Regions from separate parts of the Mus musculus genome. Here all the other regions are linked to region 7. The links are chromatin contacts, called in public HiChIP or PLAC-seq and promoter capture Hi-C maps. All regions are on one chromosome and are shown on one strand. Each heading gives the region's core, a stretch centred on a gene start, on an enhancer-like site or on the middle of the called end of the contact. The rest is flanking DNA. Distances are from core to core; before and after follow the strand shown. Region 1 holds the start of Napa (N-ethylmaleimide sensitive fusion protein attachment protein alpha). Region 2 holds the start of Nop53 (NOP53 ribosome biogenesis factor). Region 3 holds the start of Prkd2 (protein kinase D2). Region 4 holds the start of Slc1a5 (solute carrier family 1 (neutral amino acid transporter), member 5). Region 5 holds the start of Zfp541 (zinc finger protein 541). Region 6 holds the start of Slc8a2 (solute carrier family 8 (sodium/calcium exchanger), member 2). Region 7 holds the start of Tmem160 (transmembrane protein 160).

Evidence for each region. Promoter capture Hi-C pulls out the DNA fragments that hold promoters and counts their contacts. HiChIP or PLAC-seq counts read pairs in DNA pulled down with a chosen protein or histone mark. Capture Hi-C pulls out chosen DNA fragments and counts their contacts.
Region 1: a contact with region 7 is called in a promoter capture Hi-C map of neutrophils, with 3 times the contacts expected there. The contact joins the promoter of Napa here to the promoter of Tmem160 in region 7. A contact is called at or near these places in 3 of 39 promoter capture datasets (cranial neural crest, liver and neutrophils), 2 of 484 Hi-C or Micro-C datasets (B cells and CD4 T cells), 1 of 115 datasets of contacts at active chromatin or transcription factors (microglia) and 1 of 9 other capture datasets (adipose tissue).
Region 2: a promoter capture Hi-C map of liver shows a contact between it and region 7. The contact joins the promoter of Nop53 here to the promoter of Tmem160 in region 7. A contact is called at or near these places in 1 of 39 promoter capture datasets (neutrophils), 3 of 115 datasets of contacts at active chromatin or transcription factors (memory CD8 T cells, pancreatic cancer cells and regulatory T cells) and 2 of 9 other capture datasets (adipose tissue and liver).
Region 3: a promoter capture Hi-C map of pancreatic islet shows a contact between it and region 7. The contact joins the promoter of Prkd2 here to the promoter of Tmem160 in region 7. A contact is called at or near these places in 2 of 115 datasets of contacts at active chromatin or transcription factors (memory CD8 T cells and pancreatic cancer cells) and 2 of 9 other capture datasets (adipose tissue and pancreatic islet).
Region 4: a contact with region 7 is called in an H3K4me3 HiChIP or PLAC-seq map of bone marrow-derived macrophages, with 6 times the contacts expected there. The contact joins the promoter of Slc1a5 here to the promoter of Tmem160 in region 7. A contact is called at or near these places in 4 of 39 promoter capture datasets (the 3T3-L1 cell line, hippocampal neurons, liver and 1 more), 1 of 15 datasets of contacts at CTCF or cohesin (the NIH/3T3 cell line), 5 of 484 Hi-C or Micro-C datasets (B cells, CD4 T cells, embryonic stem cells and 2 more), 6 of 115 datasets of contacts at active chromatin or transcription factors (the SCID.adh cell line, bone marrow-derived macrophages, embryonic stem cells and 3 more) and 3 of 9 other capture datasets (adipose tissue, liver and pancreatic islet).
Region 5: a contact with region 7 is called in an H3K4me3 HiChIP or PLAC-seq map of bone marrow-derived macrophages, with 4 times the contacts expected there. The contact joins the promoter of Zfp541 here to the promoter of Tmem160 in region 7. A contact is called at or near these places in 3 of 39 promoter capture datasets (liver and pre-B cells), 1 of 484 Hi-C or Micro-C datasets (embryonic stem cells), 1 of 115 datasets of contacts at active chromatin or transcription factors (bone marrow-derived macrophages) and 1 of 9 other capture datasets (adipose tissue).
Region 6: a contact with region 7 is called in an H3K4me3 HiChIP or PLAC-seq map of intestinal villus epithelium, with 6 read pairs. The contact joins the promoter of Slc8a2 here to the promoter of Tmem160 in region 7. A contact is called at or near these places in 2 of 39 promoter capture datasets (the C10 cell line and cranial neural crest), 1 of 484 Hi-C or Micro-C datasets (CD4 T cells), 3 of 115 datasets of contacts at active chromatin or transcription factors (bone marrow-derived macrophages, embryonic stem cells and intestinal villus epithelium) and 1 of 9 other capture datasets (liver).

What each region holds. Positions count from the first base shown.
Region 1 is chr7:16,097,150-16,100,460 of GRCm38.p6, forward strand. It overlaps Napa (N-ethylmaleimide sensitive fusion protein attachment protein alpha), which reads left to right and starts at 1,431. Exons shown (of 11, transcript NM_025898.4): 1 at 1,431-1,625. The coding sequence starts at 1,528.
Region 2 is chr7:15,944,325-15,947,432 of GRCm38.p6, forward strand. It overlaps Nop53 (NOP53 ribosome biogenesis factor), which reads right to left and starts at 1,784. Exons shown (of 13, transcript NM_133831.3): 1 at 1,506-1,784; 2 at 966-1,030. The coding sequence starts at 1,729. It overlaps Gm24576 (a long non-coding RNA gene), which reads left to right and starts at 1,769. Exons shown (of 2, transcript XR_391165.4): 1 at 1,769-1,976; 2 at 2,137-3,108. It also overlaps a transcript of Ehd2 not described here.
Region 3 is chr7:16,841,638-16,844,832 of GRCm38.p6, forward strand. It overlaps Prkd2 (protein kinase D2), which reads left to right and starts at 1,265. Exons shown (of 19, transcript NM_001252458.1): 1 at 1,265-1,396; 2 at 1,845-2,226. The coding sequence starts at 1,987.
Region 4 is chr7:16,779,488-16,783,031 of GRCm38.p6, forward strand. Slc1a5 (solute carrier family 1 (neutral amino acid transporter), member 5) reads left to right here and starts at 1,859. Exons shown (of 9, transcript NM_009201.2): 1 at 1,859-2,988. The coding sequence starts at 2,414.
Region 5 is chr7:16,069,980-16,073,585 of GRCm38.p6, forward strand. Zfp541 (zinc finger protein 541) reads left to right here and starts at 1,866. Exons shown (of 16, transcript NM_001099277.2): 1 at 1,866-2,269. The coding sequence starts at 1,963.
Region 6 is chr7:16,128,072-16,131,580 of GRCm38.p6, forward strand. It overlaps Slc8a2 (solute carrier family 8 (sodium/calcium exchanger), member 2), which reads left to right and starts at 1,755. Exons shown (of 10, transcript NM_148946.3): 1 at 1,755-2,350.
Region 7 is chr7:16,451,513-16,454,856 of GRCm38.p6, forward strand. It overlaps Tmem160 (transmembrane protein 160), which reads left to right and starts at 1,267. Exons shown (of 3, transcript NM_026938.1): 1 at 1,267-1,658; 2 at 2,609-2,701. The coding sequence starts at 1,451.

The DNA of each region.
Region 1 (3,311 bases), core at 181-2,680, 350 kb before region 7:
TGCTCCAAAAGGATGACACGTTGCAGCAAATGGAAGTGGAACCATATCTGCTTGTGGCCATCCAGACTCACCAGCTCTGAGGTCAGTGTACAGTCATGATGAGCACAGGTACATTTGGGGAAGTGTTCAATGGGAAAGGGTCAGAGGAAGATGTCTTTTGCCTTTTCCTGTCCCCAACACCCAACTCACATAACACTTTCCTCAAATGTTCCCTGCTAATCAGCGAAGTTCAGTAAAGAAGAGATACAGATTCCTGCACCACAGCACACTATAGGGATTGGAATCACTGTGGGCAGGGCCCTGGGGACTGACCTTTAGAATAACTGTAGATTTACAGAAAACTAGCCTATGCTAGTTCCCACATAGCAGTTTCTGTCCTATAGTAAGATGTTGCTCTTACTATAGCATAGTGTATTTAGTACAGATACTGAACCACTGTCAATAACTGACTGTCCATGCTTTATTTAGACTTTTCCACTAATTTTTAACTGTGTGTGTGTGTGTGTGTGTGTGTGTGTGTGTGTGTGTAGGCCAGAGGTTGATGTCAGGAGTCTTCTTCAGTTGTTCTGCACCTTAGTTTTCGAAACCAGGTCTCTCTCTGGCCCTGGAACTCATTGATTCTGCCAGACTGGCTGGCCAGCAAGCTCCAGGCATATGCCTGTCTCCCACCCACCCATTCCTGTTACAGGTGCCCGCTGACACACCCAGCTTTTTACATGGGACTGAGTATCTAGTGACATTCTGTGTGTGGCACTGCAAGATACTCCCTAAAGGCATTGTGTGTGTAGGTTAGAGAACAATTTGGAGGAGCTAGTTCTCACCTTCTACTATGTGGGTCCCAGGAATAGGAATATGGTTGTTAAACTTGGTAGCAAATGCCTTTAGCAGCTGAGCCATCCAGCTAGAAATGGAGACCTTCTGGATTCCCCAAGCCAATTCTAGAGACGATCGCCAGAGGGAGTAAGAAGGTTCGTTTTCACTGCACAGTTTTTTCCCAAGTGACTATGACGTAAAGCGAAACAGGAGGCGGAGCTAAACTGCTGGGTCAGTCAAACCTGGAGCATGAACCTAGAGGCGTCACATGAGCGCCGCGACACTGGTCAGGTGATTAGTGTGACCCAGTTCCGCCGAGGCGTGGCAGAACAAGTCTATAGAGCCTGCTGATTGGTTGGAGGGAGTCAAAGGTCGCGCTTTGGGGGCGGTGGGCTCTTGGCGGTTCGGGCTTATGATTGGCTTATTTGGTGTCACGTGGCAATGCGCTTGTGGGGGTTCCAGGAGGCTAGCGGCGTGTGCTCACGTGTTGGGGGGGGGGGGGTCAAGGTGCTGAGTGCGGTAGCCGGAGGGGGCGTGCCGGGAGGAGAGTGCCTCGCAGCTTGAGCCCACTGGTTGGTTCGCAGGGTTCACGTGGGGTGGCAGGCCTGGGTGACGTCAACGCAGCGGGCGGAGCTCCGCTGAGTGCGCGGTGTCCGGGGCCTGTGAGTCGTCGCCAGGCTGTGTCGGGCCTGAGCCGAGCAGCTGCGCGACGTCATGGACAACTCCGGGAAGCAGGCTGAGGCTATGGCGCTGCTGGCTGAAGCGGAGCGCAAGGTGAAGAACTCGCAGTCCTTCTTCTCCGGCCTCTTTGGGTGAGCAATGGGCGAGGCTGGGCCCAAGGCGGGGAAGAGCGGGCTCTTCTGCTCTGCACTTTGGGAGCCCCTCAGCGGCCTTGCAGGCCCTGGCCGTGGCCCTATGGCTGACGACACCCGCTGACTGGTGGCCGCGCCTTTCCCAGGCCGGTGCCCGTGGATCTGTGCGGCCCAGGCTGCCGGGGTGAGGACACCAGACCGAGGGGACCCGGGCTGGGGCGTCCTTGGGCATGATGAGCCGGAGTACGAGGTGTGAGGGTGAGTGGGGCCCTGCTAAGAGTGACTGATGGCGAGGCCTGGACTGAGAGGTGGAGACTTGTGCTTGGGGAACAAGCATGAATGGACAGTGACACTGGTTTTAGCCAAGACAATGGTGATGGGAGGATGAGGCACACAAGAGAATCATTAGGGTGGTAGGACCACCGCCTACTAGGTGGTCCTCAAGTCTGGAGTCTGAACACACCCAGGAGGTGGCAAATACCTCACACAAAGTTTATGCAAGTTTGCCATCTTCAGCCATATTAACTTAGGAGCAGCAGAACCCATGCTTGGGATGCGATTCCGAGGTTTCTTTATCTTAAGGGAGTAGGTCTCTCTGAAAGGGCTTGTTGGTAAAAACTAACTGCAGAAGTTTGTTATGAGTATAAACTATGTGTACTGTGCTCAGAATTGAGTCTGGCCCTCTGAAAGGCTCATCAGGCAGGAAGAAGCAGACTCAGAGAGTGTAAGATGCTGATGGGGAAACCAAGATGGTAGGAATTGGAGTGCTTGAGGGGTCTGGGGAGAGGGCCAGAGCCTTGGGATATAGGAGGGGGTAGGGGGAGACGACACTACATGGCAGCAGGCAAAGCTCTTGAAGGAACAGGCAGAGAGGAACACTGGGGAAAGGTCCAGGCAGGTGTTGAGGAAGAGCTGTGCAGGGGTAGGACACAAAATCAGAAGCCTCCAAAGCAAGGATGGAAGGATACAGAAGACAACCAGGAAGTTGGGGAAAGCTCTGGGAGAGACTGTTATAAGCTGGGTGAGGACAGAAAGACATGAAGGGGAGGGAGAGGATGAAGCCATCCCTTGTTGTTTGCCATCAGATAATGTTTAGCAAAGGAACTTGAAAAATGTTTATACCTGCTGCACAGACATCTGGTTAATGACAGGCTATGTCAGTTAGATGAGAATGTTTCATTAGAGAGAGTGTGAGTGTGTGTGTGTGTGTGTGTGTGTGTGTGTGTGTTTCTTCAGTCTTCACAAGGGAAGAAGTTCAGGTTAGGCGTGGTGTTGGGGCGGTGCCTCCCGCTCAGTTTTCAGCAGTAGTTTTCCTGATGGCTCAGTGTCTGATCTCTTTGGCCCAGAGAGATAAGTGTAGAGTTGGGCTGCTCCCAGGGGAGCAGCTGTGTGTCCACCTGTTTACCACTTCCCAGCCACTGGTAGAGCAGAGCTTTCTGGTATAAGGTATACGTTTGTATCATGCACTTAAAGTTCTTGAGCTGAAAAGAAACTTTGAGAACTTGAGGGAGGCTTTTGGTGAGGAGTGAAGCTGGGAACAGTGGCCTGGGAGGGCAGTCTAGGCATCAGGGATGGTGGGACAGGGACAGAGATGGCTTCTTAGAGGGTGGGCTTTCATCCAGGGCTGAGCAGGAGATCTAGGGGACTCTCAGTTGGAGAGCAGCAGAAGGGAGAAGCTTGAGAAAA
Region 2 (3,108 bases), core at 534-3,033, 510 kb before region 7:
ACTCACATCGTGCATACTAAAGTGCCTGGCTGCTGGCAAAGCTGCCAGCTTGTTCTGCAAAGCCACTGGCTGTCCTGCTGGACCAGGCACTGGCTTGTTTTCAGTACCTGCTGAACCAGGCTTCCCATTTTAAGTGTTTTTCTGCCTCCTTGGTGAAAACCCCACTCAGCAAAGCAATCCCTAACTTGCCCTTATTTTCATGTCCCAGCAGGTCCCAGCCCAAGTTCTGCTGGAGTAAAGCCATCTTGCCAAGACATGTTTCCTTCCTCCTGGCTAAAAGAGATCCTCTTGTTCTCTCTGTTTTGAGACAAGGTCTCATTGTGTAGGCCTGGCTGTCCTGGAGCTCACTATGTAGACCAGGCTGGCCTGCAACTCAGAGAAATTAACGTTGTGGGTTATCATGCTTGCTATCATATTCTTTGGGGAAGGGGGACAAAAAAAAAAAAAGCTGAATGATACAGCTCAATAAAACCAAACAAAAATGAACAACAGGTCACCTTTCTTAATCATCTCAAGCTTGTTTCAAAGCCATTCAAAGTAATTCTTTATACTAAAGACTGCCCCTTCTAGTCTCCAGTGGTAAAGCATACCTTTATTTCCAGCACTCAGGAGGCAGAGGCAAGCAGATCTAAGTTTGAGGCCAATATGGTATACATGGTAAGACTGTGGTGATGAACCACACCCAGCACTGACTCGGGGAGGCAGGGACAGGTGGATTTCTGAGTTCAAGGCCAGCCTGGTCTACAGAGTGAGTTCCAGGACAGCCAGGGATACACAGAGAAACCCTGTCTCGATCCCCCCTCCCCTCCAAACTTGTGATCAAGACTGTTTCCAAAATGAGAGAGAGAGAAAGAGAGAGAGAGTGTGTGTGTGTGCTTTGCTTTAAATTATGTCATCAATGCAGATCTCACGGGTGCAAGACTCAGAGAACCACCAGCACACAACTTCATAAGAGCACTCCTCACCTTTTCTCTTGAATCCTGTGTCCACGAAGAAGAGCTTTTCGTTTGGGGCCTCTGCCAACAAGCCACTGAAGGATAAAAATGCAGACTATTTGCCAAAGTAATGCTGGAAAGATAACAGACCCTTAGGGGTCTAACTTTTTGGGCCCATCCCAACTCTTCCTCAAACCATGGGCTACACCTGGAGCTTTCACACAGAATTTAAAATGTACCACGATGGGGTGAACGTACTTTATTCTCTTTCACTTGAAATTCAAACTCTGTAGCAAAAGGTTTTAATGCCAGCACTCCGGCGGCAGAGGAAACTTGAGTTCGGAGCCAGGCTTGTCTACATACCGAGTGCCAGGTCGTCCTACATAGTGAGGCCCTGTTTCAAATTTTAAAAAAAACTAGGGGAAAACTTAAACTTTGTTGGGATTTTCGCACGCTTATTTGTTAAAGATACTATTGATAGGTCTCCCACACCGAGCCGGGATGCCCGGTCCGTCTAGCACCAGGTCGCAAAGCGCACGGCCACGCCACCGGAAGTCCCGCCCCACGTACCCGGTCGTGCGCTCCTGTAGCCGGACGTCTTCCAGGAACTGGTCGACCTCTAACCCCAGCGGCTCCTCGGCGAGCCTCCTCCAGCCGCGCTTCTTGTTTCTGGGGCCCCGCCGCCGCCGCCTCAGAGCGGGATCCACCGAGGTCGGCCGCAGCCCCAGGAAGCCAGAGTCCGCCTGGCTTCTCGAGCCGCGCTTCTCACCGTCCCTGTTACCACCCGCAGCCATCTTCTTAAAGGAAGAGCTTAGTCGCTCTAACTCCGATATCCGGTTTGGAACGTGCGCGTCTCGAGTGACGTAATATGACGCACTTCCTGTTTGCGACCATCTTGATAAAGCGTAGTTTTTACATAGAGAGTTTTACGTCTTGGCAAAAGGATAAATCATCACGTTCAGTCTCTTCTTATTTTAAAAATGTTCGAGCCGGGCGTGGTGACGCACGCCTTTAATCCCAGCACTCGGGAGGCAGAGGCAGGTGGATTTCTGAGTTCGAGGCCAGCCTGGTCTACAGACTGAGTTCCAGGACAGCCAGGGCTACACAGAGAAACCCTGTCTTGAAAAAACAAAACAACAACAACAAAAGGCAGGGTTTCTTTGTGTAGCCTAGCTGTCTGTTAACTCACTCTGTAGACCAGGCTGACCTCGAATTCAGAGATTCGACCTGCAATTTCGGGTTGGTAGGGAGTAGGCTATGTGGATTCTTGGTTCTCACTCTGAGTAATTTACCTTACCCGGTATCATAAAATTTTACTCAAACCATTTTGTTAGTTATACAAGTTTTTTGTTTGCTTGCTTGCTTGCTTGCTTTCTTGGTTTGGTTTTTCGGGAGAGGGTTTCTCTGTATAACCCTGGCTGTCCTGGAACTCACTCTGTAGACCAGTTTCATACGTGCCTTGCCATTTTTGCTTCCCTTTGCCTTCTCACTCCTACTGAACTACCCTTCTTTCCCCCAAATGCCCTCCTCCCTTGTGTCTTTGTAGTTTTGTGACGTACTGGATTTACTAGGATTTTTTGTACCAGCAATGAGTGAAGAGTTAGTTACTAGATCAGAGGCAACTGACCAGTGTGTATGCCATTGAAGGACACCCCTCCTTCCCAAATAGTAACTGCCAAGGGACGGAGTCCAGTCAAATTTTCTTTAACTCTTTTTATTAAAGAAGATGCTGGGTGTGGGGCTGCCAAGATACCTCAGTAGAGAAAGGCTGTTGCTGCCAAGCCTCAGATTAATCCTCATAACCCATATGTTGGAAAAAGCCAATACCTGCAAGCTGTTTGTTCTTGACCTTCACAAGGTATGCTGTGGTGGCATATATGCTTACACGCCGTTATGAAATATAATGTGGCAAGGGAGTATTTTTGGAGGGCCTGGCCAAGGTGTACCCCTGAGAAGTTACACCATAAAACAGACCTAGTGTAAAGGTTTATTGGGGGGAACGCAAGAGTACTGTGGGACTTGGTGAAGGGACAGAGGCAGACAAGTGGACAGATAGACAGGCAGACAGATGGGGGGCAGAATCATGAGGGCAGAGAGAGGGGACAGAGAAGGAGAGGGAACATTGGTGGTGGAGATCAGAGAGAGAGAGCTGGGGTGGCAGGTGGGTCCTTAC
Region 3 (3,195 bases), core at 15-2,514, 390 kb after region 7:
TCCACGTGGCCTTGCCTCCCCCTGTCCCTCTTTGCAACTTCCCCAGGTGGTAGTTTGGGTTTTCACTCCAGCCTCAGACTTCCTTCCCCAGCCTCTGCCCCCGGATGTGGTGACAGCCAGCACTGTACCCACCTCAGCTGCCCCCAGCAGCGCTGAACCAGTAAGGGGGGGCCCTTGTGGACAAGTTGCTGCTCTCTTAAAGCTCCAGCTACCTGGATGTGAAAACTAATTGGTAGCCACTGCCTGACTACTGGAGTAAAAGTCAGAACGGCTCTTGATGGAGTTAGAGTTGACTACACAGACTCACAGGCTCTCAGTTGATGTTAGCTTTTTAGATTTCCTGTTATTGCACTACTGTTTATTTCAGAGAAGGGTGGAGGTCAGGACAACCCACAGTAGCTCAGCTGGTTCTCCTTTGACTATGTGAGTGTACAGGATTGAACTCAGGCCAGTGAGCTTGGCTTCAAATGCCTTTCCCCACCTGGCCATCTCACCAGCCACATGTTGGATGATTCCGTTAACACACCCACCCAGACACCCCTGGATGTTTTCAGTGCCTTCCCTTTCCTCTGCAAAATCAAAGGCAGCCACATCAACTCAACTTTAGCAGTGTCCAGGCACCACCTGTATTTCGGCCTCATGACAGAAAAACTAAGGCTCACAGTGGAGAAGTCACACAGCCAGAAAGATGTCGGCACTTGGTCTCACAGGAGGTCTATCAAGTGGTGGTGTCCTTTGTCATGCCACCTTGGTTGGAGGGACAGGCTTTGTACCCTCAACTCTCTGGAGAGAAACCTGAAATTAAGCTCTCTTGTGCATCCTAAGGCCTCCTCGACTTCCCACCTTATATACTGGGCTTTTGAGCTGGGGACGCGCGCTTTTGTGTGTGTGTGTGTGTGTGTGTGTGTGTGTGTGTGTGTGTGTGTGTGTGTGTGTGTGTGTGTGTTGGGGGCAGGTTGAGTAGCAGAAACTGTAAAGCCACCGGACTTGACAACGATTTCCGACCCTTTCCCTGCGGTGGGCGCCGGATGCGTGCCAGTCTGACAGCTCACTCCTTCAATGACAAAGCGCCTGCCCCTCTCGCGTGCCGCGGTGAACTGCGGCGAAAAGTCAACTTTCCAGGCTGGACTGTGCAGAGGAAACGCTGACCCTTCCGCCCTCCTACCCCCAGCCACCAAATTCCCCCCAACTCCCTGGTGCGGGGTCCCGCCTTCCCCTTCCGTCCCAGTAAGGCCCGCCCTGTGATGTCACGGTGCCCTGCTTTGATTGGCCAGCTGTGCCATCGCTCCTGAGACTTCCTTCTGGGCCGCCGCTGCCGACTTAAACTTTGAAGGGGGAAAAATAGAGCTACCCGCGCTGTGCGACCCTCCCTTGTCCCCGACCCGCCCCGCCTTCGGTAACGCTCCCTCCTCCGCCGCCCCTGATCCAACTTTCCTCCGACTTTCACGACCTGTGAGAGTCTCTTCTTTCAGCCCTGGCCCTGGCAACCCCTCCTCATCCCCGAGCCAGTCGGGTTCCTACGATCCACTAGATCCCTGGTCAGACTCCCGTTTTCTACCCCCAAGGCAGAGCATCTTCAGGCCTGCCCTGACTTTGGTCCTGCCGTCAAACCCACCGGATCCTGGCATTCCCTCTGCTTTGCTCTCAGCCTTCTTTCTCCAGGGGCCTTGGATCGCAGTGTCTTTTGATTCCAGGGACCCTGCCCTACCCGACTTTCTTTCCTGGTTTCTTCCAACCTTCCAATCTCTGGGTACCCTTCCCCAAACCACTGTTTTTCTTTCTGAACTCTGCTCTCTTGACTCCCGGCGTGTGACCCACTAGATGCCTTTTCTCTCATTGCCCAGGATCCCGCCATCCTCGCGTCTCTCAACCTGACAGATTTCTCTCTCAAATGCCTGCGTTCTTACCACCACCGCAAGAGAGCTCTCGGATCTAGGTCCCAGGGTCCTTGGTGAGCTTTGGGCGGCAGATCTGGATCTGGCCCCCATGGCCGCCGCCCCCTCCCATCCCGCAGGACTCCCCGGCTCTCCGGGGCCCGGGTCTCCTCCGCCCCCCGGTGGCTTGGATCTCCAGTCGCCGCCACCTCTGCTGCCTCAGATCCCGGCTCCGGGTTCGGGGGTCTCCTTCCATATCCAGATCGGATTGACCCGAGAGTTCGTGCTGTTGCCGGCTGCCTCAGAGTTGGCTCATGTGAAGCAACTAGCCTGTTCTATCGTGGACCAGAAGGTGAGGGCATAGGGGGCTCTCATGATAAAGGAGGAGGCTTTGGAGGTGGCCTGAGATTGTTGGGAGGCCAGAGAGGGGCCTAGGTGACAGACGAGGAGGGGCACTACACCCTAGTCGTGTCCTCACTCCACCACCGGTTTCAGAGAGGCCCGGATAGGGGTGGGGTGCCCAGAGGCCTCCCCAAATTGCCTGTCGCTGCTTGTTGTTTTCTGCAGCGAGCAGGGAGGAAGGGAGGGGCCTACCAGGTGTGGAGTTGGGAGGAAGGGGCAAGTGGGAGCAGCTGATCAGGAAGAGCTCTTCTGATGGGCCCATCCTGGGCCTCCGGTCTTTGGAAACAGTAGAAATTGAAGCCATACTGGCCATGGTGATCGGGTGACATGTGTGAGTGGGTGTGTGGACAAGCTGCCAGGGGCAAGCAAGGTCTCGGGGTACAATCCCTATCCTTTCCCAGGCCTGAGATGGGGTGTGAAGGAGCAAGGCACTCCTGTGTATCTCCTTGGCACCCCCCAAAATCCCTGCAGACCCCTCTCCCCGCCTAATCAATGCCCCTCCTGCTGCTCTTAGATTTGGCTATCCAGGTTCCTCGCCTTGAGTATCATGGTCAGAAGGAACCAAGTGGGACTAGATGCCCAAATCCTAGGAAAATTTACAACCCAGCTGGTAGAGCACTTGCCTAGCAAGCAACCCCCCCCCCCCGGGTCTATCCCCCAACCCTAGGAGGTAGAGAGGAGCATGCTTTTTCAGTAGTTCAAGTGCCTGGTGGTGAATATACGAGAAGTTCTGAGTCCTGAGTGGTTGAATAATATGACAGTTACAGGTGGAACTCAGAATGTATAATCTTATAATGGGAGCACATTGGGATTCCCAAACATCCAGACTTAGGCTTTTCTCGGGCTCCTGGAAATAGATCCTTCCTCTCTAGAGAAACAGCAGGAACAGGGCCACCTCCCATTTTTTCCAGCAGATAAA
Region 4 (3,544 bases), core at 609-3,108, 330 kb after region 7:
GCTCACAACCATCTGTGACTACAGATCTAACCAATTCAATGCCCTCTTTCAGCCTCTAGGGATATCAGACACATATGGCACACAGACACAGATGCCTGTGAAACACCCATACATGTAAAATAATAAGATGAAAATAAAATAAAATGAAATAAAACACAGAAGCAAAGGTTTATTGCTCAGCCATTCGTGTTATGTCGGATTCTAATAGATCTGCCCTGCCTCTCTCCTCCCTTGCTTCTTCCTTCCCTTCCTTCCTTCTCCCCACTCTCTCCCTTCTTTGAGAAAAGATAATAATACATTCTTTTCCAGTAAATTCAAAAATTAACAACACTATCCTTCAAAAGCTATGATGGAGCCGGGTGGTGGTGGTGGTGGTGGTGGTGGTGGCGGCACATGCCTTTAATACCAGCAGGGAGGCAGAGGCAGGTGGATTTTGGAGTTCAAGGCCAGTCTGGTCTACAGAGCAAGTTCTAGGATAGTCAGAGTCACACGAAGAAACCCTGCTTCCTTCTCCAACAAGCCCTCCCTGCCCTCTCTCAGGCTAGCCTTTCCCAGCAGCCCCTCATTCCCATCTTTACTCTGATGTCTGTGGCCCAGGCTGGTCATGACCTTGGAATCCTTCCATAGTTGGGATTGCAGTCCTGAGAGCTGCGGGTGAGCGCCTGGTAGAACAGACTGAGCCCTGTAGCCTCCTTTGCTCCACCTCCAGGCAAGCTCCAGACTTTCCAAAAGAGCCATTCTTCAGGGCGTTTCTCAAGTGGTCAACAGAGTTCAGGAAGGGACTCTTGGCTGTCCTCCTCCTTCAGCCCAGCCTCTCACTACCCTGCTTCACCCTTTGGGAAGCCCCAGACCTTTCTCCCACTGATGAAATCACAAGGAATCCGGGTAGGAGGTTGGGCCAAAGAGCTGGCTGGAACCAGTTTGAGTATTTCTCTTACTAGGGGCAGGCAGTGGGGCAGAACGCTCCTAGCCAATCCTGATCCACAAACTTCAGCCTCATTTTCCCCACCCTACATGTCCCAAAGATTCTGGATTCAGCAGACCTCTTTCCTCCTCCTCTTCCTCCTCCTCCTCCTCCTCCTCTCTAAGTCTGTTATTCTTACAGTTGATGGGTAACAGTGTCTAAACTAAGAATGTTTGTGGTGAACTGGCCATTTAAATATTTTTTGCTACATTTATTTATATATTTGTTTATTTGTGTGTGTTGCATGTGCCATGCTCCTGTGGGGAGGACCCAATCTGTGACTATCTGAGGAAAGAGACTGGGTTGCAGCTCAAGCATGAGGGCCTGAGTTCAAATCCCCCACATTCAATGTTGGGGCCTACTGGCCCCTCCTCCCTCCCTTTCCCCAATTTGTTTCTACAGACTGGGTTTCTTTTTCTTTATGTAGCCCTGGCAGCCCTAGAACTCGCTCTGTAGACCAACCAAGGCTGATCTTGAACTCACAGAGATCTATCTGCCTGCCTCTGCCTCCTGAGAGCAGGGATTAAAGGTGTGTGCCACTCATCTGTCTGCCCTTTCTAGGGGTCCTTCTGTGGAATATCAGATATGATCCACAATTAGATTCTTTTGACCAGTGGTGAGGTGCGTGTGGGTGGGTGTGGGTTGGATAGTTTCCCAACGCCCCGCCCCTTTTGGAGGCTTTGCACCCTTTCTGGCTCGATGCCCTTGCCCCGGCCCCGCCCCTGGCTATGCATTGTTATTCACCCTAGGTTGCCCACTGTGATCTTGGCTCCGCCCCTCGCTCGCCACCTGGCGCCGAATGTTCCATAACCAATCAGCGCTTGCGGGACGGCCTCCGCCTTTTCAAGTCCCGCCCTCCGCTTTTTCAAGTCACGCCCCTCCGCCTTTAATCCTGGTCGCTTCCGTCTAGCAGCCTCAGAGACACGCGGCGCGGCCTGGGAGGTTTCTCCTTGGCGCCACTTTCCATATCCCCCGGGCTGCTTCCTATTTGCATCTGGAAATTTGATTTTTCTCTCCAGAGCCCGAAACGCTCGGTCCACTCCTTCTAGGGCTCCAGTACCCAAGAGTCCGAGAGCCAGGCGTCCTAATCCTGGGATCTCGGTCTCCCGGAGCAAGGCATCCCGGATCTATGCCACTTGGGTTGAGCTTCCTGAAGACCTCAGCTACCTGAGTTTCCTTACTCCTTCAGGGAGTCAAAGAACCCTCTGAAGAGCTGTTCCCTACTCCAACAAGGCGCTCTCAACTCCCAGTTTTCGGGGATTCGACATCACCAGGAAAAATAAAGGGATCTCCGCATACAGCTCAGGGAGCCTAGGACCCTCCAGTTTCCGAGATCCGGTGGACGCATAACTTCAAGGACCGCTGCAAAGTTTCAGCCTCCATTCTCGGTCCTAAGGACGTCACACCTAGTCTCCAGGCTCACAAGGAACCTCCCTGTTACGGCTCAGCATGGCAGTGGATCCCCCTAAGGCTGACCCCAAAGGGGTAGTAGCGGTGGATTCCACCGCGAACGGTGGCCCCGCGCTGGGATCCAGAGAGGACCAGAGTGCGAAAGCAGGTGGTTGCTGCGGTTCCCGTGACCGGGTGCGCCGCTGCATTCGCGCCAACCTGCTGGTGCTGCTCACGGTGGCTGCGGTGGTGGCTGGCGTGGGGCTGGGGCTGGGGGTCTCGGCGGCGGGCGGTGCTGACGCGCTGGGTCCCGCGCGCTTGACCGCTTTCGCCTTCCCGGGAGAGCTGCTGCTGCGTCTGCTGAAGATGATCATCCTGCCGCTCGTGGTGTGCAGCCTGATCGGAGGTGCAGCCAGCTTGGACCCTAGCGCGCTCGGTCGTGTGGGCGCCTGGGCGCTGCTCTTTTTCCTGGTCACCACACTGCTCGCGTCGGCGCTCGGCGTGGGTTTGGCCCTGGCGCTGAAGCCGGGCGCCGCCGTTACCGCCATCACCTCCATCAACGACTCTGTTGTAGACCCCTGTGCCCGCAGTGCACCAACCAAAGAGGTGCTGGATTCCTTTCTAGATCTCGTGAGGTACGTTCCCGCCAGGCAGTGGGGTGGTTAGGGGCCAGTGCAAGCGTGCAATCTTTCTGCTTTACCCCCTCTGAGTACAGGGATTACCCGTGTGTGCCGCCACTAGTCACCAAGGTTGAGTCCTCCAGATTGAGTCATGCCTTCTAGAATCTAGGAAAATAAGGTAACGGTGACAGGACCGCTAACATCTTGGAAGGGTGAACTTTTACGGAAGTTCTCCAAATTTGGGGGCGGGCCTAAACATGGAGGGCTTTTAGAGGAAGGAAAAATAATAAGCCTTCTTAGTCTTGTTACGCTTTTTGGAGACAGTACAGGGTCTCGTACAGCCAAGCCTGTCCTTGAACTCTCCTTAGCGCCCTACCTCCATCACCCTAGTGGCTGGGATGAAGGAGCATCATTTAGCTTACTGAAAACAAGTCTGCTACAAGTATCTCAGGCTGCTCTCTTGCCTCGGCCTCCTTCCTTGGCTTGCAAGGGAAGTGTTATAAAAGATACAAGGACTGCCCTAAGAAGAGCCACCCCCCCCCCATGAAAGTTATGAAGAACCACAAAAACA
Region 5 (3,606 bases), core at 616-3,115, 380 kb before region 7:
TAAGATGAAAGCTTCTCAGAGTTGTTATCCTGCAGTGCACCATCACCCCAGCTTTCTGTTTTGGCTTAAGGTTATCAGTTCCTGCCCCAGACTGCAGCAGCTGTCCTCTTGCAGCTCATCTCCATCCTGAGGAATTCCCAAATTAGATAAAATAAGGTCAAGACCTTTGCCATGGGCTTTCAGGGAACCAGGATAGGTCAGATGGGAGGCTGTGGTTCTTTAAGAACAAATTCTACTCTGTTCTTTCAGCATCAGGAACCCATACCAGACACATAGCTAACTCTTCATGACCACTGCTGAGCCAGGGAGTGGGATGGGCTAGGGTAAGTTAGAGCTCTGCTCCATCCAGCAGGTCATATTTTCCTGTAGAGGCCTGCTGGGCCCCTGAACCTTTCACCATTACTAAGAGTTTTAATAAAGATTTTTGTTTTGTTGGTTTTTCAAGACAGGGTTTCACTGTGTAGTCCTGGCTGTCCTAAAACTTACTTTTTAGACCAGGCTGGCCTCAACACACATAGATCCATCTGCTTCTGCCTCCCAAGTGCTGCAATTAAAGGCATGTTTCATCACCACATAATAAAGTTTTGTTGTTTTGTTTTGTGTTTCTGTGGTAAGATAGGTGAGAATTATTTGAATTCAATATGAATTTAGTATTTTCTTTCCCTTCCTTCCCTTTTCATTTCTCTCTCCTCTTACCTTTGCTTCCCCTCCCCATCTTTCTCCTCTCTTCATCCCTATCTTCCTTCCTCCCTCTTCTCTTTTCTTTTCTTCTCCTGCTTGTTTTTCCTAGGCCAGTCTTGAACTCCTGGATTCAAGGACTTGTCTCGCTCAACTTCTGGCATGCTAGAAGTATAGGTGGGCACCACTGCATATCCCCTTATCTTTTAATTTGTTTTAAGATCATTCATATATTCTTCTGAGTGAATTTTGATAATCTGTCTATTTCTAGAAATTTGCTCATTGATTTTTTTGTATCTGAGTTCAATGACTTAACACATTGGGTGTGTATTGTAGCCTATCTTCTGTGTGAGTGCACTGTCTAAACACAGTTCTTCATAGTACTTCCTTGTAATCTTTTTTATTTTTAGAATGTGGTTAGTAAAACTTCCTCTTTTATTCCTTTTTGGGGATCAGGGTGATAGGACTATTGAGACAGCATCTCATGAAACACAGGCTGGCCTCAAACTATCTATTTACCCAAGGATATCTTGCCTCCATATCCCAAATGTTGGGACTACAGGCATGCCTGGTTTATGTGATGCTGAGTGGAGCCTAGAAGTTTGAGTGTGCTAGGATAGGCATTTTACTAACTGAGCTACACCCCCAACCTAACTTCAACATTTACTCTATATTAAAACTCATTGTATTTACTTTTTTTTTTTTTTTTTTGTATGAGACTTTCCCAGTCCAGGCTCTTTTACACACACAGTAAGCCTCCCTTTGTGCAGTGGTATTTCATGTGTCTCCTGGCCACATGGAACAAGTGGACAAGCATCCCCAGGCTTAAACTTGGGCCTGGATGTCCCAGTGGACTGACTTGTGCCTGCACAGACTCTAACTTTGAGTTTCCTTGTTGCTGGCCTTGGGATTTTCCTTGCTTGTCTTTTCTGCCTAGACACACATTAAAGTCTATTTGATCTTTCTAATATTTATAACTGGAGGCAGAGGACTCTGCAGTCCACCATGTGTTATTCTTTTGTCTAGTTGACAGATGAGGAAATGGAGTTCATGGATCTTGCCCAAGGTCGTGCAGCAAGGTTAAATGGCTAAGAACAGACCCATCTCAGTGGCTCCATTTTCAAGTCTACATTCTGCCTACTACACCTACCACCTCTTGATTCTAATACGTCCTTGTTCATTTTCAGGAGCTAGCTGCCAGCGAGGGCTCTTCCCTTCCTGACTCTGGACACGGCTTTGCTTGTCTGGAGACGGGCTCTAGCCAGGACCTGGCAGTGGAAAGCCATGGAGCCATACAGTCTTGGGGAAGAGGGAGCACTTCCATCAGAAGGGCACCTCCCATCCTTCTCTGAAAGTCAAGTGCTCAACTGCAGTGACACACTCAACCGGGACCTGGGCCCCAGCACACGGGACCTGCTCTACGCTGGCTTAAGCGGTTTGGACCTTGACCCCAGTCTCTCCACATCTGATATGCCCAGTGAAGTGCTAGAGGACAATCTGGACACCCTGTCCCTATACTCGGGGAAGGACAGTGACTCTGTGAAGCTGCTGGAAGAATATGCAGACTCTGAGTCACAGACCTCCTTACAAGGTGAGGCTGCTCATGGACTGAGCACCTACAGTTCCTGCAGGTAGCCAGGGACTGAATCCGCTGGCATTGGCTAGGAAAGGTCTCCTTAGCTGGGCATGATGATGCCTGCTCATAACTCCAGCATGTAGAATACAAACACAGGAGGAACACTGCAAATAGAGGCCAGCCAGAGCTACATAGTAAGACCCTGACTTCAACATGCTAATAAAGGGAAGGAAGGAAAGGAAAAACAAAACAAAAATCTCTTCTTGTAGAGGAGGCTTTTATCCTACTTTGGAATTGTCAGCTTGTGGGTTCTGGGTGTTAAATACAGGTCCTCAGGCTTCCGTAGCTTGTGCTTTTACCACCGAGCCATCCCACAGACTGGCATCCCCATCTTTGATCTGTGTGGAGGCAGACCATCAGGCTTGTAGGGGACGTTTATATTACTGCTGTATCTCAAGAGCATTTGTCCAGAGTAAGTGGGGATCCTGTCCATTCTGTCTTGTACTAGTCCAGCTTTTCCAGACCTCATGTCATGTAAAATAAGGGGACCCCAATCCTCACATGCCCACTGCTCTAGAACAATGGTGAGACATGAAAAGGAGAAGACTGCAAAAGCCTCCCATAGACCATAATGTACCAGACAGGTGCTTGATTAAATCCTGCTTTGTCTTTTTAAAAGAGGGAGGTCTTGCCATCTTTTCAGAACACTGAGGCTCCATCAGACCTCTTGCCTCAGTCTGTCCAGGAACCAGGACTATAGATTGTGCCATGCCCAGCTAGTTGTTTTTTACAACCAATATTGTCAGTAATACTTCATCTTAAATAGGGCCTTGATTCAGTTCCAAGGTTTTCTCTTCAACCATCGAAGAAAAGGAGAGAATTAGTGAAATAATTGAGCAGCTTGTGTGAGTGTCATTTTAGTTTGCTGTTGGTCTCCTGTGGAAGGGAGTTCTCTTGTTTAATTTTGGTTTGGTTCTGATCCTCTTTATTGGTTCCTGGAAAGTTGCTTCAATGGGTTGACTTGGGTAGAGGTCCAGGGAGTTTATAATCCCACTGTTTGAAGGGAAGTCCACATCTAAATGCCTGAAACTCAGTAATTGGGATTGTGTCTGAGGAAGTAGCAAGAACTTGCTACTGGGAAAGATTTCTGCAGGCCCCACTCCAAAGATTACCAAGCAGTGACCAGGCCTGTGTCTGTGTTGGAATGATGGCAGAGCAGGAAGTCTTAGGAACTTAGGAGAGTGCACATGGGAAGACTGACTATGGCACTAGCCAGGCCCAGGGTTGTAATATGGCACTCACTTTGGGCCGTGGTGATACTGAAAAGTGCTCGTGAAAGAGATGCGTGTTTT
Region 6 (3,509 bases), core at 505-3,004, 320 kb before region 7:
AGACCAAGGCAGACAGGCCCAAGGAGATACTGTGCTCAAGTAGGTATTGGGGCTCAGCTAAACAGCCCAAAAGGATCGGAGAGACAAGAGTAGTCACCACCCCCATGGTTCCATCAGAGTCTCTAACCCAAGGCCCAGAGGAATTTAGCCCAGAGAAAATGTTGCTTCCCCAACCCCTAACCAGGAATAGAATTGGGGTCTGTAGGGTTGGTAAAATATTAGAGAGGGACTCCAGGCTGGGGGTGGGGCCTGGACGCTTCCTTGGAGGAATATGTGTTTGTGGGGTTGGGTAGGTAGCTGTCACTCCTGCTAGGGAAGTCCACCTGTAAATCTGACCACCCTCCTGCACTGCAAAGGACATCAGATGCCAAGATCCTGACTTCCCAGGCTCCAACTTCCAAAAGCCAGGCCGAAGCGTGGGAAGCTTCAGGGAGTTGGAATTTCCCTCTCCTGGCAGCAGGCCCAAGAGTGTCCCTCCAGAGCTGGCAGCGGGCACGCTGCTGGCAAAGCCAGCCTTCTCTTCCTGTTGTACCATTTTGTGCTCAGCACCTGTCACCTGTCCTCTAGAAAGAGGGAGCCTGGAGTGGCGTTTGTCCTGAGGGTAGTGATGGGAAGGCGAGTGATGCACACATCCTGAGGTGTGTGCATGTGTGCACTTGCAGGCATGAGTGCTTGCACCTGTGCACCTAGTTGTAGTCAACCACCTGAAGGCTTCAGAATCCTAGGACGTTTGGCTTAGGACTTGGCAGTTGGGGGGAAGTTAAGAAGGGGTCTTATGTAGCTAAAGCTGGCCTCTAGCCAAGGGTAACCTTCAACTCCTGATTCACCTCCACTTCTTGATTGCTGGGATTGCAGGCATGCACCACCATGCATAGTGTATACTGTACTGAGGGCAGAGCCCAGGCTTAGTGCATGTTTGGCAAACATGCTACCAACTGGTCCACATCATCAGCCCCCTCCCCCAAAACTGTTTTGATCTAGGTCTTGCTATGGGGATGGCTTGGAACTCAGCCATCCTCCTGTCTCAGCCCCCTGAGTATGGGGATCAAACAGATGTGTGCCGCCACACTGGGTGATCTTGATCCTTCCTTGCCTTGCGAGCCAAGAGGCAGTACAGCATGCGGTAAAGATACAGAACCTGAAGCCACAGTTGCTGCCTCAGTTTCCCCCTCGTAATGTCAAAATGGAGCTAACAACATCTACCTCTGGGGATTGGGAGTGAGACCGTGTTTTGGCGTGGCAGGGGCAGAGGGAATGGTTCTTGTCGTACCTGGGCACTCTGGTAGCAGTTCCCTGTCTTCTGTAAGGTGCTCTGAGCAGGCTGAGCCTGTGAACTTGGAAAGATCTGCCTCCCGACATTCCTTCCCCCACTTCCCCCAGGTCTGCCAGCCTGTGGCTATTTGTAGCAATGACTACATCTCTGGGCCCTTGTATGGAGGGGTTGCTATGCGTGTGTGATCAAAGAGAGGGACTGGGATACCACAGCACAGACTGGTGTACGAACTTGCGCCCTCCATCGCTGTCCTCGGATTCTAGTGCTGAACCCCAAGATTGGGCAACCTGCAGCCCCAGCCCTGCCAAGCCCCTCTACCACCCACTAGCTTCCTTGGCTACGCCCCTTTCCGGGCTCCTCCCTCCTGCCCCTTTGCAGGGCATAGTCTCTGTTCTGTAGCCCCGCCCCTGGTCACGCCTCCTCATATTGGCTCCTCCCTCGGCGGTTCTCTAGTCTGAGCTCCCAGGCCTCACTCCCTCCCATAAACCCTACCCTCTCCTGGCTCCTCTTTTCCTCCAGCGACTATATCCCTCCTCCTGGTGGTCCTTTCCCCAGCTCCCCTGTGCCCACTCTCTCTCCTCCTTCAACTCCTCCCTCTTCCAGGCTGTCCCTGTCCTCCAACCCACAACTACCCTGTTCCCACACACCACCCTGCCTAAATTTCCTCTCTCCCACCTCCTGGTGGTCCTTTCCCCAGCTCACTTGTCCCACCCCCTCCCGTCAGCGGCAACTCCCTCCTTCAGCCTAGACTCTCTTAACGGCTGATTCCCCCGCCCCAGTTCCTCTGTCCCCGCCCCCTTCCCCCGGCCTCCTCCCAAGCTGTATTCCCCTACCTCTCCAGTCTAGCCCCCTCTCCGGGGCTGCTCTCTCAACTCCCCCCTTTTCTCTGTCCCCGCCCCCTCCCCTGGGCTCCGCCCTCCTCCCGGCCCCTTCCCGGTTCCCCTCCTCGCATCCCCTCTCCTCCCTCCTCCCTGCTCTCCCTCAGTCCCCGGCTCCTCTCCCTCTTTCTCCCTTTTCTCCTCGGGCGGAGGCGCCCACCGCGGGGGCCCAGCGGGGACCGGCCCGGCCGCAAGGCAGGTAAGAGCCCGGCGTGGCCGTCCGGAGCCTCTGGGGTTGCGGGAATCCAGGCTGCGCCGCATCGTCAAGTGCGGGGGCTTTCTGAGCCCTGGCTCTGAGTCCTGGCTGCTCCGCTTTCAGCGTGCGCCATGTGTATGGTGTATGTCTGTCTGTCCGTCTCTGGGCACCTGGGTCTGTCTCTCCCCTCCCTCTTCTCCCTCTGCCTGCAGCCAACTCACACCCACACACCTCTGTCTCCGCCCCTGATGCACGGGGAACCTGGAGGAGGCAGATTCCCCGCAGTGTGGACTCCCCCGAGGGCCTGAAGTGCCCCCAACTCCTCCTCACCCCATTTTAGCCCAGGTCTCTCCATCCTCTCAACCTTGACTTTCTGAGACTGGTCCTGCCTACAGCCTAACCAGTGTAATAACATTTGACCAGTCCTTCCAAAGTCTAACTCCCATATCTCTCACTGTCCATTCATTCTTTGGACAACTCTGAGGCACTGTGCTACTCCTGGGCACTGTTCTAAGATCAGGCTAGACAGGTCCTTCTCACAGTCTCACTTCCTCCAGCCTCACACCTTCACAGCGAGGTTGGGTGGGAAAGCAGAAACCTTCTGGGGACTCTACAAAGGGGCTCAGCCTGACGTTTTCCTTCCCTCGGGAAGGGCTCCAGAGAAGGTAGGCGAGGTGCTAACCAACACCTGGGCCAGAGCTGGGGTGAGCTTTCTGCCTACAAGATACCCGCCCTGCGTGGAAGGCGCGTGGGGATTCCAGATGGCTTAAAAGATCACTGGGTTAGGAGCTCCACGCCTTAATGCCACATTTGTGTTCTGCCTCTGACTTGACCAAGTCCTTTCTCTCCCTACTGGTCTCAGTTTAGTCTGCAATCTGCAACTGTGTGTGTGGTGGGGCCCTGTGTGGTTGATGGAAAGAGTAGTGTGTGTGTGTGTGTGTGTGTGTGTGTGTGTGTGTGTGTGTGTGTATGTGTGTTCTGAATTCTGTATTCCCACTCTGCTTTGGATCGCCCCCACCCCCAGCAGTCAGTATACGCGCCAGGTCCTCACCCTCTATGGCTGCCTTGAGGAGTTCCACCTGACTTTCCAGAATCCCCCAGAGACAGGCCAGGCAGAACAGGACACTCACCACTATCCCAGCTGGCCAGCAGCCTATGAGGT
Region 7 (3,344 bases), core at 17-2,516:
TAGGGTCACTCACTGGGCTGTCTCACTGCCCTCTGGGACGGAGTTTAGTCTGTCCTTCTGCCGCCAGAAGGCCTCTCTCTATATAAATAGTCCCATAGATATCAGCAGTAGCAAAGGCACACTGGCTATCTGTGTCTCTTGTCTTTTCTCAGCTGTAACGCCTTGGTCAGAGCTGCCACCAGTTCAGCTTTGTGGGTTGATACTCCTGTCCGGAGTGGCTCTGCACATATGATCTGAGCAGTCATGCAGAGGCCCACCGATCAAGGTCAGGGTCAGGCAGCAGGGCAGCTGAAAAGTCATCCTGGGGCATTCAAGAAGAGAGGCTGGTAATGAGTCACCCTGGCGTCATCTTTAACCAGGAGGCCATTGCTGCACTGGTGTATACACAAGGTGGGGGTCGGCTTCTGGCAATTGGTGACAGATTGGCCATTGTCTGATGCCAAGGCCCTGAGTCCCCTGGCTCTAGGGAGGTCACCTGTAGTTAGCAAAGTAAAGCCTTCTTAGAGGAGGCACAATAGTCCGAACTTTTCAGGGCCCCTAAGAGGTCTTGGTTGTTTCTTTTGTTTCTGTTGCCACTGAAAGTCACTTATAAACTGATGAGGAGACTTTACCTTCAGGTTTTAGCAAGGCAGAAAGTTCAACTTTATTATCTACAAACAAGTTGTTGGGTTCCCTTTCACCTTTAGGGCTGCCCTGGGCTTGGGAGGGGCACCTTTGATCTTTAGCCCCCTCCCTCTTATCTCCTTCTCCTGAGACTATCTGTTTTAGGCATTTCTTATGTGTCCCGTGGTTTGGCTGTGGCTGCTATCAAGATCTTTGCCAGGTCTTGAGTCTGTTGCTTCTGTCCCCTCCTCTGCTTCTCCTCTGCAGTCTCTCTTCTGTTAAATACTCTCTCGGCCACTCTCACTAAGTTTGAGTCCCAGTACCGGTAATAACGTTTTGGAAAGAATCTAAGTAAAGACAGGAATGAATTTCCAGAAATGACATCTTATTAAAATCTGCATAGAAGAAAAACTGAAGAGGAATACAACAAAATAGTTATGTGTCCTCTTTAGTGAGGTAACTGGTAGTTGTTTCCGTGAGTTCACCACAGTTTTGCAACTAGTCTAAGCAACTAGTACAAGTTTTGTTTCCTGGCTGTTGAGAGCATTAACTTTTTTGAAACTACAAGTCCCAGCAGATATTCCGCCGCACCCTTCTGCAGGTCGAACTGCCTGCCGTACATTGATCTCTGGGATTTGTAGTCTGATGATAAAAATAAGGTGGGTCACACACTACCGGCACATATAACTGAAGTGGAGACACAGCCAGATACACCAATAGGTATTGCGTTCCGGGATAGAGTTGCGGGCAGATCACCAATGGTTGTGTCGCTCCTCATGAGTGATGTGACCTCCAGCCTACAGTAGGCCCGTGGGGCGGAGCTGGTGTCGCGGCCCCATTGCGAGCCATGGGAGGCGGCTGGTGGTGGGCTCGGGTCGCGCGCCTGGCCCGCCTGCGCTTCCGGGGGTCTCTGCAGCCTCCTCAGCGGCCCCGCAGCGGGGGCGCGCGCGGGTCCTTCGCCCCGGGCCACGGGCCACGCGCGGGAGCGTCGCCGCCTCCAGTGTCCGAGCTGGATCGCGCGGACGCTTGGCTCCTCCGCAAGGCACATGAGACAGGTCAGTGGCAGGGGCCGGGGTCGTTCGCGCTACAAGGAGAGGGGTTTCAATGTGCACGTGGGAGTGGGTGGCCAGAGTAAGGCAAGCATCTGCTGGGAACAGGGCCTGTGCTCAGCGGGGGCAGCTTCCTCATGTGAGCGCAGGGAACCGGTGTTGGGGGTTGGAGATTTTGCAGCCTGGCCGCATAGGACACCATCTTTCGGGTCCTGGCTAAAGGGGTACAGCAGGGATTAGTGGGGGTGGGGAGGAGGCTACGGTTAGGAAGAAGTAGTTGGCAGCACCACACTGCCTAGGTGAGAGACCGTTCCAGAGGCAGCTGGGAGGGAACAAGTTGCTTGAGACAGGGGTATCCGTTAGGATTACAGACAGAGGGGACCACTTGGAATAAAACAAGAGTGTGGCTACCCGCAGAAGATGGGGAAGTTCCGGATTGGACCAGCGTGTAACCAATGGTAGAGAAGGTGGCTGCTGATTGGAGGGAGAGGTGATCTAGACTGCAGAGGGAGGAATCTCAAACGAGGCAATGAGTTGAGAGATTGGAGCTGGTCTGGTGTTGAATGGGGCTAGTAGTGGGAACAGCCTTTTGGCAGCACTCAGGTACTTGAGTGGTGGGGAGGTGTGGACGCAAGGATGAGGCCATGCTAGGTAGGAGCGGTTACCACACAGGGGAAGGGACAGGCTGGAGAAGTTTGTCCCAGAGGTCTGAGGGAGAGAGGGAAGACCGCAGGATGCACAAGGGAAGACTTGGGAAGACTTTCTATCCTCAAACTTCAATTCGTGCTCTAGATTTTGAACGTCTGGGACAGAAGGGTAAAGGAATGGGACTTGCATGGGGCTTCCCGGAAGGGATCCGCATCTAGAATACTTTTGTCTTGTGGCTGAATAGGGTGAGAGGGGATCTAGGAAGCAGGGCTTGCTGATGCAGAGCTCCATCCCCCAACTCCCCGCAGCTTTTCTCTCCTGGTTCCGAAATGGACTTCTGTCATCCGGCATTGGGGTCATCTCCTTCATGCAGAGTGACATGGGCCGGGAAGCTGCCTATGGTGAGTACAGACCATCCCTATGGGAAATGGGCCCCTCCCCCTTTTCCTCCAGTTCTGAGTCCTCCTACCCTAACAGTTGGAAAAGGAGAGCACTCCCTCCATTTTCTCTTGCCTCACTAGTTACATCTCCTCTTACACCTCCTTCATCGGCATTGTGAGGAGTCCACCAGACAGTTTCCAAGTAGCCTTGACTTATGTGGACACCTTTGTTTATACCCCAGACCAGCCCCTTTGGATATTGAATTTCTCCTCCAAGTCTCACATACTTCCTTTTACAAAGTCTCATGTATTTGAGTCCTTGTCTGCCTTTATTTGTTTGTTTGTTTGTTTATGTATTGCTATAACGGGAAGGAAAGCAGCCTACTAGTTAAGTGCTGTGTCACTGAGCTACACATCGCCATCCTTCCACTGGAATTTTTTAGCCAAGTGCTCTACCTTTGAGCCACGCCCCCAGTCCCTCACTGGGGGATTCTAGGCAGGGGCTCGACCACTGAACTACATCACCAGCCTTTTTGTTTTTTTGAGATTTATTTTTATTTTATGTGTATATGTGTATATGGAGACCATGTGCATGCCTGGTACCCATGAAGCCAGAAGAGAGCACAAGAACCCCTCGGACTGGAGGTACAGATGGTTGTGAGCC